2 separate regions of the Callithrix jacchus genome follow, and region 2 is linked to region 1. A link is a contact called in public Hi-C data. All regions are on one chromosome and are shown on one strand. Each heading gives the region's core, a stretch centred on a gene start, on an enhancer-like site or on the middle of the called end of the contact. The rest is flanking DNA. Distances are from core to core; before and after follow the strand shown.

The links. Hi-C and Micro-C count contacts between places; a contact is called where the count stands out from the background.
Region 2: a contact with region 1 is called in a Hi-C map of induced pluripotent stem cells, with 1.6 times the contacts expected there. The contact joins the enhancer-like site here to the promoter of TRABD2B in region 1. A contact is called at or near these places in 2 of 3 Hi-C or Micro-C datasets (induced pluripotent stem cells and skeletal muscle).

Annotation. Positions count from the first base shown.
Region 1 is chr7:84,740,420-84,746,602 of calJac240_pri, forward strand. TRABD2B (TraB domain containing 2B) reads right to left here and starts at 3,083. Exons shown (of 7, transcript XM_035251404.3): 1 at 2,403-3,083; 2 at 1-280. The coding sequence starts at 2,504.
Region 2 is chr7:84,801,345-84,807,527 of calJac240_pri, forward strand. No RefSeq gene overlaps it. Among named protein-coding and RNA genes, the nearest start is that of TRABD2B, 61 kb to the left of the region's middle. Within about 2 kb of position 3,842, at least 2 of the 16 cell types and tissues checked have an H3K27ac peak or open chromatin away from gene starts, as enhancers often do.

The DNA.
Region 1 (6,183 bases), core at 1,833-4,332:
CATAGTCCAGGTGGCGCTTCAAGCGCCAGTAAAGCTCGTGGGGCAGCACGTCCTGCAGGTTTTCCCCATGCGGCAGCAGCTGGCAGCTGGCCAGGGCCGAGATGGTGTAGGGGTCTGTCAGGTCCAGCTCAAAGTAGACGCGGGCACTGGCCTGGAAGGCTGCCTTGGAGTTGTCGGGGATGAAGTCCCAGACGCGGGTGTAGGGGACATGGATAGTGCCAAACAGGTAAGCCGGGGGATCACGCCGAATCGTCCACAGGAAGGAGTTCAAGTCCCTCTGCTGCAAGAGTAGAGGAGAGGCAAGGCAGTGAGGCTGAAGGCAACAGAGTTGGGTCAGCGTAGCCCTGATCATGTTGCAGAGGGAGGTGGGGATGGGAGGCATAGACCTATACACAGGCCGGCGGTGGTAAAGAGCCAGGGCTTTGGAGCCTGAAAGACCCACATTCAAAACCTTGCTTTGCCCTATCTTAGATATATGATCTTGAGTGAATCAGTTCACTTCCCATAGGCTTGGTTTCCTGGTCTGTAAGATGGGAGTGAAAGCAACTGCCTTATGGGTTTTTGGGAGAATAAAAGATACAATGTACGCATATTAAGCCCTCAGACCAATGCCAGACACAGCGGAAGTCAGCAATGAAGGGAAACTCTCATGATTAGCATTTGCTGGGAGTGCCAAGGACTGCCACACCACCTGAGGATATTCATGCTTGGCCAAGCCAAACCTTCACGCGTGGTGTTTCATGTGGAGAGTGGGGAAAGGGGGAACAAGAGTCCTGCTCTGGCAAGAAGGGAGGAAGTCGTATAACTTTTAAATCCAACCATTATAAGATATATGCCAAGAGCACTTTGAAAGCAGAACACCTATTAAAAATAGCACACCTATTTAAACAGCTACTTCCCATTCATCAGGGTGAATTCAGTTTTCCTTTTGGAGGGCAGGTCTGGGGTGTCACCTACTTTGCTCACCCAGCTGAGACCATAGATGAGAAAGTGCTTTAAAATCTTGCAAGCCCAAGTCAAGTTCCAGAATCTGGTTTGGGGGGAAAGGATTCCATTACAATTAGTCCCAAGAAATGTACATATTCTGGGTAGTTTCCAGGCTCCTCCCCTAAAAATGTATACCTGATCTCTAACTCCAGTTGTTTGTCATTTTCTATGACCTAAGCTCCAACTTAGGTGTGTGTGTGTGTGTGTGTGTGTGTGTGTGTAGGGGCTAAGGAGAGGCATGCAGACAGGGGTCCTTTTTCCAGATCCAATTCAGGGCTGGGTGTAAAGGGCATGAGAAGGCGACTGCCATTTCTCTTAGGCAAAGCCATTTTCCAGCCAGAAAAATCCCTGGAGTGCCCACTGACCACTTGCAAGCTGTAGACCAACTCATAACATTTTTCTGTCTGATTCTGGCACAAATAAAAAGTATGTGTTGGGATGGTTGGGTTGTGGGAGAACAGTACCTTACTTTACTAACAACCCAAAACTGTAAATCCCAGCATGCTGGTGATAGACTGAGAGCCCAGCCAGCCAACGAGCTCCCTGTTTGTGCACAAGGCCGGCCGCCAGAGCTGCACCTTGCCCAAGGTCAGCGAATTCCCGGTTAACAGGACAGCACACCTACAGCAGCCAGACCCTCCGACACTGCTTCCTAGTCTCCTGGCCTCCAATTCAGGGTTACTGTCAGTGCATTAATTTACACTTAGAGGGAAAGATACTGAAGGAAATAAAGAGATTCTTTGTTTTGGACAGAAAATTAGGAGAACCAGTAATTATTCGACCCCCCAGGAAATATTAGGCCAGCACTTCCTGGCATTGCCTTTTCCTCTCCTCTGAAATCGTCCCCCTTTTTAACGAAATGTGGATGCTTGGGAGAGTAGGTGCTGGGGACTTGGGCTGCAGAGATGGAGGTGAGAACCAGCAGCAGGGAGAAAGTTTGTCTTAGGTCAGAGTGGGAGGGCAGGGAGAGGGAGGGAAGCCTGGGAGAGGGCAGAGTGTGTGAATGGGAGAGCAAAAGGGTTGTTGGATGGAAGTCAGGAAAAGGGCAAGGAACGCTAGAAAGACACCATCAGAAGCGGGCAGAGAGACCAGAAGTGTAGAGAAAAAAATGAGGAAGGAGAGTCAAAAAGGGGCGCAGAGGGAGGAAGCATCCAGGCAGGACCACAAGTCAAGAGGAAAGCCCGAGAGCCGCAGCGTGTGGAGAGGAACAGGAGAGGGAGCGCCCCTTCTCGCTCCTGGCTCGGAGCTGGAGCCCGGACGGGCAGGAGCGAAGGAAGGGCGCCCGAGGCTGCGCCCAGCCAGTGGAGGTGGAGTGGGTGGGCTAAGGTGGGTGCGGAAGCCGGACCCAAACCATCGTCCCACGGGGCTGGAGTACCCAGGCGGGCGGGAGAGTGGCCGGGCAGGCGCTCGCTCACCGATCCGGGCGGCCGGCACTGTCCTCCGTCCGGGGGCTGCGGGCGGGCGCGAACGGTGGCGAGGAGGGCGGCGAGCAGCGGCCCCGCCAGGGCGGTGTGCATCCTGCCGGGGCCCGCGGGGCGCGGGGGACTCTCCTGGGCGGCGCCCGTCAGCAGGGTGGGGAGCCCCCAGCTGGGAACGGAGTTTCCTCCGGAGCACCGGACTCCAGCCGCGGGATGCTGGGCGCCCTCTGGGGCGTGGCTGACTGTCCCAGTCGGACCTGGGGGGTTCTCTGGGGCGGGGCTCCGTCTGTTGGAAGAGGGGGACCCTCTAGGGCTGGGCCCCTCCCCAGGGCGCTCAACCTTGCTGGCCGAGCACCGGGGTGCTGAGGGCGTGTTGGGGTCCTGGGGCGCGCGGTGTCCCGGAGCTGCGTCGGGGTCTAGGGGCGCGCGGGGTTCCTAGGGCAGAACCGAGAGCCCAGGGTGCGCTCGGGTCCCGGGGTTATGCTGGGCACCCAGGGCGCGAAAGGGTCCCAGGGGTGCGCGGTGCTCCACGGGGCGCGCAGTGGGACAAGTGCGACGGAGGGCGCGGCAGGGGTTGGGGGAGGCTCTGGGGCGCCCGGCTGCCCCCAAGCCCGGCTCAGAGGGGCGGCGGGCGGCCGCGCGGCCGCTGCCCGGGCTCCGCCATGCTGCTCCGCGGCTGGGAGGGAGGGAGAGAGGAGGGCGGGAGAGCGGCGCGGAGCCGGGCCGGGCGGGGGGCTGGGGCCGCTGGGGCGGGGGAGGGGAGGACCTGGCGCGGGGTGCAGGGGGCGGGGGGCCGGGGCCGCGCCGGGCCGGGCCGGGCCGGGCCGGGCGACTGGGAGTCGGGGCCAGCTCCGCGCCCGGGCGCGGCGAGGCGGGGTCTGATGGGCATGGCAGGCGCTCGCTCGCTCCTCTCTTGCTCGCTCGCTCGCTCGCTCCCTCACACACGCGCGCGGAGGGAGGCGAAGCCCGCAGCAGCCACTTCCCAACTTTCCAAACTTCCCAGCGCAACTTTTTCCTCTCCTCCCCTGCCCGCGCCTCCTCCTCCCCCAACCCTCCCCCTTCCCTTCGCCGGGCGCCACCGGGCCGCAGCTTCCTCGTGCGGCCGCCAGAGGGCGCCCGGGCTGAGACCCGGCTCGGCCAACCTCCGCGGGCTCAGCGGCAGATACGGACCGGGTGACAGGGACAGATTTGGGAATGTGGACTGGCCTCGCCCAACGCATCCGTCCCGCGGATCCTGGCAAGAGCGAACAGTGCTCAGAGGGACCGGAGTGGGGCTGAGGAGATAGCAATCACAGAACATTCAGAAAGCGGTGGTGTATACCTTGTGTCACCCCTAGCGCAGGCATGCGCTTGGTAGGTACTCTGCAAACACCAACTGAATTAAAAAAAAAAAAAGAAAAGAAAAAGAAAAAAGAAAAGAAAAAGAAAAAAGGAAAGAAAACAAAATAATCATCCTCAAAATTCCTTGCAATCTTCCATTTAAGTAATCCCTTCTTATCTATGTTCTTGGACCCACGCAGGATCCCTGTGTCTGTCTCTGGAAGAGTGAGGATTGATATACCAGTTTCTTTTTTTTTTTTTTTTAATTTTTTATTGGATTTTAGGTTTGGGGGTACATGAGCAGAGCATGCAAGACAGTTGCGTAGGTACGCACATGGCAGTGTGCTTTGCTTTGCTTCTCCCCTTCACCCACATTTGGCATTTCTCCCCAGGCTATCCCCCCCCACCTCCCCCTCCCACTGGCCCTCCCCTTTTCCCCCCAATAGACCCCAGTGTTTAGTACTCCCCTTTCTGTGTCCATGTGTTCTCATTTTTCATCACCCGCCTATGAGTGAGAATATGCGGTGTTTCATTTTCTGTTCTTGTGTCAGTTTGCTGAGGATAATGTTCTCCAGATTCATTCATGTCCCTACAAACGACACAAACTCATCATTTCTGATTGCTGCATAATATTCCATGGTGTATATGTGCCACATTTTTCCAATCCAGTCTATTATCAATGGGCATTTGGGTTGATTCCAGGTCTTTGCTATTGTAAACAGTGCTGCAATGAACATTCGTGTACATGTGTCCTTATAGTAGAACGATTTATAGTCTTTTGGATATATACCCAGTAATGGGATTGCTGGGTCAAATGGAATTTCTATTTCTAAGGCCTTGAGGAATCGCCACACTGTCTTCCACAATGGTTGAACTAATTTACACTCCCACCAACAGTGTAAAAGTGTTCCTTTTTCTCCACATCCTCTCCAGCATCTGTTGTCTCCAGATTTTTTAATGATCGCCATTCTAAGTGGCGTGAGATGGTATCTCAGTGTGGTTTTGATTTGCATCTCTCTGATGACCAGTGACCCCAAGAATTAAAAGACCCTTAAACCAACCTTCTCATCCTCAAGAGGCAAACGAGACTTAGAGAAGGCCAGGGGGAAAGCTCTAAGCTTTTGAACCGTTTCCAGCAAATGAAGAAAGGGAAGCGCAGGCACCCCTGCTTGGTTCTGTTAAAAAAGTTTGCCGTCTTTTCCTATCCAGAAAATAGAAACTGACGATGAGTTAGATGATACTGTCAGGAGCCCACGGCCTAGAGAAGGAGACAGACAGGGACAGATATGCAAAGAGGCCATTAAAATACAGATGATGAGGGCCAGGAGAGAAAGAAGCACAAGGAAATGAAAGCAGAGAGGAAGAGCTCCTGACACAGCCCAGAGGCCCAGGGAAGACTCCTGGGAGATGGTCTTGAAAAATAAGTCAGAGGTAGCTGAATGAAGGAGGTGCACATGCCTTCCAAGTGGAGGAAGACCAGGTGCCAAGGCACTGCGGTGTAAGAGCACACCTGCAGGGGCCTGCAAGCAGTTACCCATGGCTGCAGGGAAAAGCAAGTGGCAGCAGCTGAAGTTGTGTTTCTGGCCAGGCTGTGGAATCCATCCATTCTATGTACCAGGTGATAAGAAGTCATTGCAAGATTTGAAGTTTAAGGTGACAGGAGTAGATCTGTGCTCATCCAGGACATGAATTGGAGAGGGCAAATTGGAGGCAGGGAGACCAGTGGGCCTCAAAGGTTGAGTGAGGAAGATGAAGCAGGGCTGGAGGGGCAGAAAGGTTTTCCAGAGCACAAGATCTGGGCAATTGGGAGTAAGGGGACACCAGAGACTGGTAGGCTGACTCTCGTGTGCCACATGAAATTGCGTTTTGTAGGTCACGAGTGAATGCATGTTGGCAATTTCATATGGTTCAACTTCCTGGGTGTCTGGAGCAGCCTCACCCTCTTAGCTACACACATACTTGGTGAAAGATACCAAGCAGGCCGGAGTACCCAGATGGCGTGTATGAGAGCACAGGACAGCTCCCTGCTTCCCACACACAGAGCTCTGAGACTGCAGCTGTGACAAGAGACGTCCTTTAAAGAGCCTCCACTTTCTGGAGCTCAAAACTCCCTACAAAGTCACCACTCTGCTGCTCAGCATCAGGGGAAGTGAGAACTGAATTCCACTGGAGGGAGGGTCAAGGTCCTCATTGGAGAATTAGAAGACGCAAGTCAGAGAGTGGATAAGAAAGAGCTCAATCAATTTAAAATAATGCTGTGTGTAAATATGTGTGTGGATTTAAAACATCTTCCCCTCCTGTATTTTAAACAAAAGTTTCCTGCTATCTTTGTTTCCTAAAATTATAAAAGTTTTGTTGGCTAATTGTCATGAGTGTCAGCTCTGACCTCCTCCTCCATGGTGCACGTGGTGGCTGTGATGACTGGGGCGGAACAATTAGCTTCTCTGTGCCTCTCTTT
Region 2 (6,183 bases), core at 2,592-5,091, 62 kb after region 1:
CTAGCAAACTCCTACCCATCCTTTAGCACCTGATTCAAATGTCCCTTCTTTATTAGTCCTTTCCATATTGTCCCAGGCAGGGCAAGTTAGGCCCTTCCCTAATTCTGCTTTTCATGAATTCTCCATTCAAGCCTTTAGCTAACCTTGCTCTGTAAGATGGCTGTTAATGTCTTGGTCTAACCTATCAATAATAAACTTCTTGAAGGCAGGGGCCTGATGGTGTCTAATTCAACTTGAAATCTGCAGAGCCCAGAGCAGAGTAGGTGTCAAAGTTGGCTGAGCTTAGCTTATGTTTGGCTTGTACAGTGTCTTCGGGAAAGGGCTCCTGGTCCTTTGCCCTGATATGAAGAGGAAAATAGGCTTTGAAAATAGGTGATGCCCTGGTCCTTGTGTGTTCTCTGAGGCTGTGAGGTCTGGATGTTGTTCTCAGCTCTGGCATAGGTGGTTAAAAGGGGGTCCTATATCCCCGCCTTACCCTGGGCTGCTGGGCCTGTATCTGCTTCTCTGTCTTTCTGAGATCCCTAACACAGACCTGGGCATACCAAAGGGGCTTGGGAAGAGGAAATGAGGCCGCATTGCACTGGATCAGTTGGCCATGATGCAACCCACAGAAGACTGAGGAAAGTTGTTCAAACCCAGCCCTATAGGCCCATCAGCTTGCCTGCAGCTCCCTGGCCTGCAGACTGGGGATCAAAAGCAAGGAAGGTGCTGCTGACTGCGAATATAAACAGGTTCAAGAAGGGCTTAAAGAAATTCCTGGATGACAGATCCCTAGCAGGTAACAGGTCATTAATAACCATGAAAGATGATGATGGTAATAATAATAATAATTAATAATAACACCTTCAAGGGAGCCTTTTATACTTTTGAAAGCTTTTTTCTTGCCAGTATCTCATTAGATACTCACCACTGCTTGCTTTCCGGAGCGGGGGAAGGGTTTGATGTGCAGAAAAGTGAAGGGACTTGCCTAAGGCCACACAGCTTCTTCAGGGCAGAGCTGGTACTAGATTCAAGGGGCATTCCTGACTCTTTTCCCAGGACTTTCTTTGAGGGTGGGGTACACTACTGAAAGGAGATATTGGAAGTGCCCTGAACCTAGAGCCTCATTCCTGCCCTCCTCTTCCCATTTCAACAGCCCCAGTCCTGCATCATTATATGACCTCTATAAACTCTTCATTCTAAGGTAAGCGCAATGGACAGTGGAAACCAGTGTCCTAGCCTTGTCACTAATTTGCCATGTGACATTGAGCAACAGTCTTCTGCTCTCTTCACTTTTCCCATTTGTGCAAGATGATGGTTGAATATTCTGGGATGTTAGCCTTTTGGATATACTGATTCCCCTTGGTAAAGTGGGATGGTGGAAGTGCCTGTCATGAGGCATAATTGATACATGCATAAAACTAGCTTAGTAATGTGCCTGGTGCAGAGTGATTACTCAACATATATGTTTTGGGCAACATCTGAGAAAACAGACCCCAAGGTGAGACACTCCAGGTTGCTGCGGAACAGGCCTGGGAGAGAATTGTGTCGTCTCTGGGTGGTTGGTCTGCTGTTCCCCTGCTCAAGAGTTTTTCAAGCTGGGTTCTGTGGGCCCTGTGGCCATCTGGGGAGTCTTCCTCAAGTTTCCTCTTTGCAGTCGTTCCTTAGAAAATTTTTGGTGATCTGTAGTATTTTACTAGAATCTGGAAGAGGCTATTCTGTAAGTGGAGTGAGGCTTTGGAAGTTTTGTGAGTTCACCAGATGCATCACATCTTAACTGTGTAAGCACATTTGTTCTGAGGCTAGTTTATGTTATTCTATCCTCGCATTGTCCTGTAATTTGCTCTTGAGAGGAGCACTTGATCTAAATGACAATCAAGGTCCCCCTCAGAGAGTGAAAGGGGTCAGTGCTGCCATCTATAGACAGAAAGATGATAAGATTAATTTCATGAAGAGCCTGGTTAAAGAGCAGCAGAAAAAGGGAGGAGAGCTTTCATTGTCTGCTCCAAACTCTCCCTCACCTTATTATCCTACTATTTAAAAATCTATCATCGTTTACCACTATTATCTTCAGACATTTCACCTTAACAGAAATCGCTGATTGCAAACCCGGATGCACATGGTGCCATTTCCATTTGCGGGGGCCACCAGTGGAGCCCTGAAATTACCATGGTAAGACGTGAGATGATTCTGTATCCATTTATTGATTGGTTCAATACATATTTTATCATTGCTTTGGTACTGGATCAAGATTGCAAAGGTCCTGTATCTGCAGAATTTGCAAAGCTTTGGCTTAACAGATCCCATTGGGATGGGATAATCTAAACCTGAGTACTAGGAATTGACCAAATGGGGAATTCTTACTCTTGAGGTGTAGTGAGCTCACAGGAGTTTCCTCCAGATTTTTCTTAGGCCAGTGTGCAGTTGCAATCTGTTCAGTATAAGGAGCCAGAAAGTGAGACCTGATCGCTGCAATTCAGGGGTCACGGTGAATTTGAGATTTGCTGCCAACTTTCCTTGGCCACAGAGATTGTGAACAGGAAGTGAAACTTGCATCAGACAGCCTGGGGGTGCAGAGCTAATATAGACTGAGGAAGTCAAACATGTATAGACCATTCTCAAGGCAACCCATGCTAGAGCATCTCTACAAATCCACTTATCAAGTTTTCTCCATTCATCAAAGGTAAAAACAGGAGCTCGGAGTTGGGGAACTACCCTGTGCAAGGCCCCTGGCAGATGGAGAATGGAGTCAGGAGCAGAATCCAGGCCTTTTGATTCCTCACCATAGGCTCTCCAGGGAGAAGTTCACAGTAGGTGACCTCCTGGAATAGGACCTGTTTCCCCATCCAAAGCTTCCTTTCCCTGAGGGCTATGGAGATGAAGCTTAATCTTTAATGGACTGGCTTTCAGTTTAACTGCTCCCTTGGCAATGATTAATACCAAGTGACCTAGTCTGGCATCTAGTGAACCTGACCAGGCCTGACCCATGACAGTGTTGGTGGCCTCCAGGCCCAGGCATGGGCTCATATGCAGGTGGATGAGGCTTGACAGGTGCTAGAATGGCCTCCTACCTAAGAATATCTTCTCTGTCCTGTGCCTGGAATTCTGTTTTTTAGATGGTCATTCCTCACAAGTAGGGTGTCACAAATGCTCCTGGCAAGGGGAGCTAGTAACATAAGTTGTGATTCAAATACTCCTGGGCCTGTCATTTGACAGTTCTCATGTCCAGCAGCTCAGAAGAATTCCAGTCCTCATGACGTTTAGTCCCAGGTTAGCAAGCTGGTGAAATCCCACTGGATCTGCAGTGAAATCAGACTGTAAGCTTCTTATGGGAAAAGACAAGGGTCTGGAGATGTATGGGGAGAGAACATGGATTTGGAGCTGGAAAGGCCTCATTGCAAAGTCCAGCTCTTATGGTCACTAGCTGTGAGGACTTGGGCAAGCCCCCCTGAGCCTCAGTTTATTTGTCTACCAAATGGAGAAAATAATACCTCTCTCTAGACTCTTTTGGGAATGAAATGAGAAAGTAGATGTAAAGTGTCTGGTTATTACAGAGGTACAGACTTAATAATCCAGGCACAGATGATGTTTTTCCCTCACTTTCTCTCCTCTTAAATTTGATTTAGCTGACCGTTTTTGGTGAGGAAGAGAAGATCCCTGGTTCATCTAGGGAGAAGAATTTTTCTCATGTACTCTGGGATTTTTTATAAGGATGGCTTCTCTCTGTGAGACTGGATGGTTAGCAGATATCAGGTCCCCATTCTGTCCTGCCCACTGAAGTGTCTGGAACCATTGAGCAGGGCTGGATCCTTCACCCTCAGTATCTCTTTGCTTCTCCTGATGACTATAAACATTGCAAACTGAGAAAGTGTATTGGCCAGGGTCTGTCACAGTCTCTTGCCTCTGTTTTGTGTCTTGGTACCAGCCCACATCAGCCATGGGTCTGGCAGCAACTCCCTCCCTCTGCTGTCACACATTGGCACCTCTGGCAGAATGTGGAGATGTGGTATTTCAGTTCCCTGCCTAGGCCACTGCAGAGCTTGTATCCCTCATCTTAAGAGGTGTGGCCAGGAGGGACACCAAATGGAAAGGTGCTATTCTTCCCTCCATGCCCCAGTGCCAGATGGCACTGCCCCTGATTGCCTGATCATGCCATCCTCTTCCATGTTCCTGTGTCTGCCTCTTCCCCTTCCCTTTGCCTGAAATGCCTTTCCTAGAAGCTCTTGTGGAGAATAGCTCATCATTCAGCTCAGGGAAGTCTTATGGGCAAGGATAAGGGTGTGGATGGCAGAGATGTGTGGGAAAAGAACACAGATTTGGAGCTGGAAGGGCTCCGTGCAAAGTCTGGCTCCAACAGTCACTACTTCCCTCTGCTCTGCATGTATCTATTTACCTGCCCACCCCTCTCACAGTCTGGAAGCTCCTTGAGGCGTCCCCATGTCCTGATCTGGAGCTCAGTGCCCAGGACTATGTTTCTGGGACCGTTGAGATGAAGTCCTGTGTGAAGGCAGGAAGGTACCTTCTGTGACCTCCCAAGTGAGGACAGATTGGGAGCCAGGTTGGAGGTCAGGCAGGCTGAAGCAGGAGACCACGAAGCCCCCAGCGGAAGCCATGGCTCCTTCTCTGTTTTGGTTTTGCTTCTGTGGGCTTTTCATTTCAGAAGTTAATCTCGTTAATGCCAACAATGTCATTTCGGCAAGTCAGCAATTTCCTTTTGCCCTTTATTTAACAAGCCCTCCCCCACCCCGATCTCTATAATAAAGGCATGCAGGTGGGTAATTACAGAGGTGTAAAGTGAGGTGCTGGGCCACGGCCAGCTGGGCATTGTGGAGCATCTGCTGGGGAGGGTGCTGGGAAACTCCACAACTCCACTATTCAGTTTCAGGTAAGGACATGGGGTTGTACAGAGAGCAAGGCATTTATACGAGGCTTCATAGGAAGTAGAAGGCAGAACCAGGACAGGATCCAGGTCCTTAACCCTCAGCTAAAGTCCTTTCCACTCCTTATTGCCAACACTAACTCCATACATGTGTCCTGTGGAGCATCCCACAGGCGTGTTTGCTGTCCGTCCATCCATCCATCCACCCACCCACCCACCCACTCAGCCACCCATCCACCCACCCATCCACCCATCCATCCACCCATCCATCCATCCACCCATCCATCCACCCACCCATCCACCCATGCATCCACCCATCCATCCACCCATCCATCCACCCACCCATCCACCCATGCATCCACCCATCCATCCATCCATCCATCCACCCACCCACCCATCCACCCATCCATCCACCCACCCATCCATCCACCCACCCATCCATCTGTCCGTCCGTTGATTCATCCATCCATCCATCCATCCATCCATCCATCCACCCACCCACCCATATTTTCTATAGATACTTATTGAGGGCCTACTACATGCTAGGCGTGGTGACTATACCAATGATCGAGACTGCCACAGCTGTGTCCTCACAGAGACAATGATCTCAGGTCACAGTCTCACACTCAACGTGATGGAGGCGCAATGTGTGCACCGATGATTTTAGTAGAGAGTGGCAGGTGCTATGTCAGATGTGAGCATTGTGTCTCTGTGGAAACACACAACTTCTCAGAGGAGAGAATATGGCAGTGTCACAAGTCTTGAAGAACAGACAGTAGTTTGCAAAAGTTGGTGTGTGAGGGCAGGGAAAGTTTTTTAACAAATCTGGGAGGATATTTATCCAAATGTTAATGGGGCTCATCTCTGGGAATTGGGATTTACAGGGTAGTTGCTGGGAAAAGGGAGAGGACAAATTTTAGTTTCTATTTTCTACCTTTGGTATTATTTGAATTCGAGTGTGTATATTAGCATTTTAATAAAAAGATTTCTATTTTGAAAAAATAGCATAGGGTATTTGGAGAATAATAAGCATGACAAGTACAGAGTGCTGGAGGGAGAGAAGGAGAATGTGGGGTCAGCTGGGGTTCATCTAAGAAGGCCCTGAAATGCTGGGCTGAGGAGTTTAGGCTTTAACCATAGGGGCCCATAGTGCTGAGGGTAGAGGCCAGATCTACAGAGCCTAGAAATGTCTGCACATAGTAGATGCTCAGTTAATCTATACCTGATGAAAGGGGAAGGCCACATAACGTGCAATCATCCAAGGTCAAAGCGGAGGACTGTAGAGGTGTAGTGCTTTGCCGCCATGTGTTGGTAGCAGTGGGGAA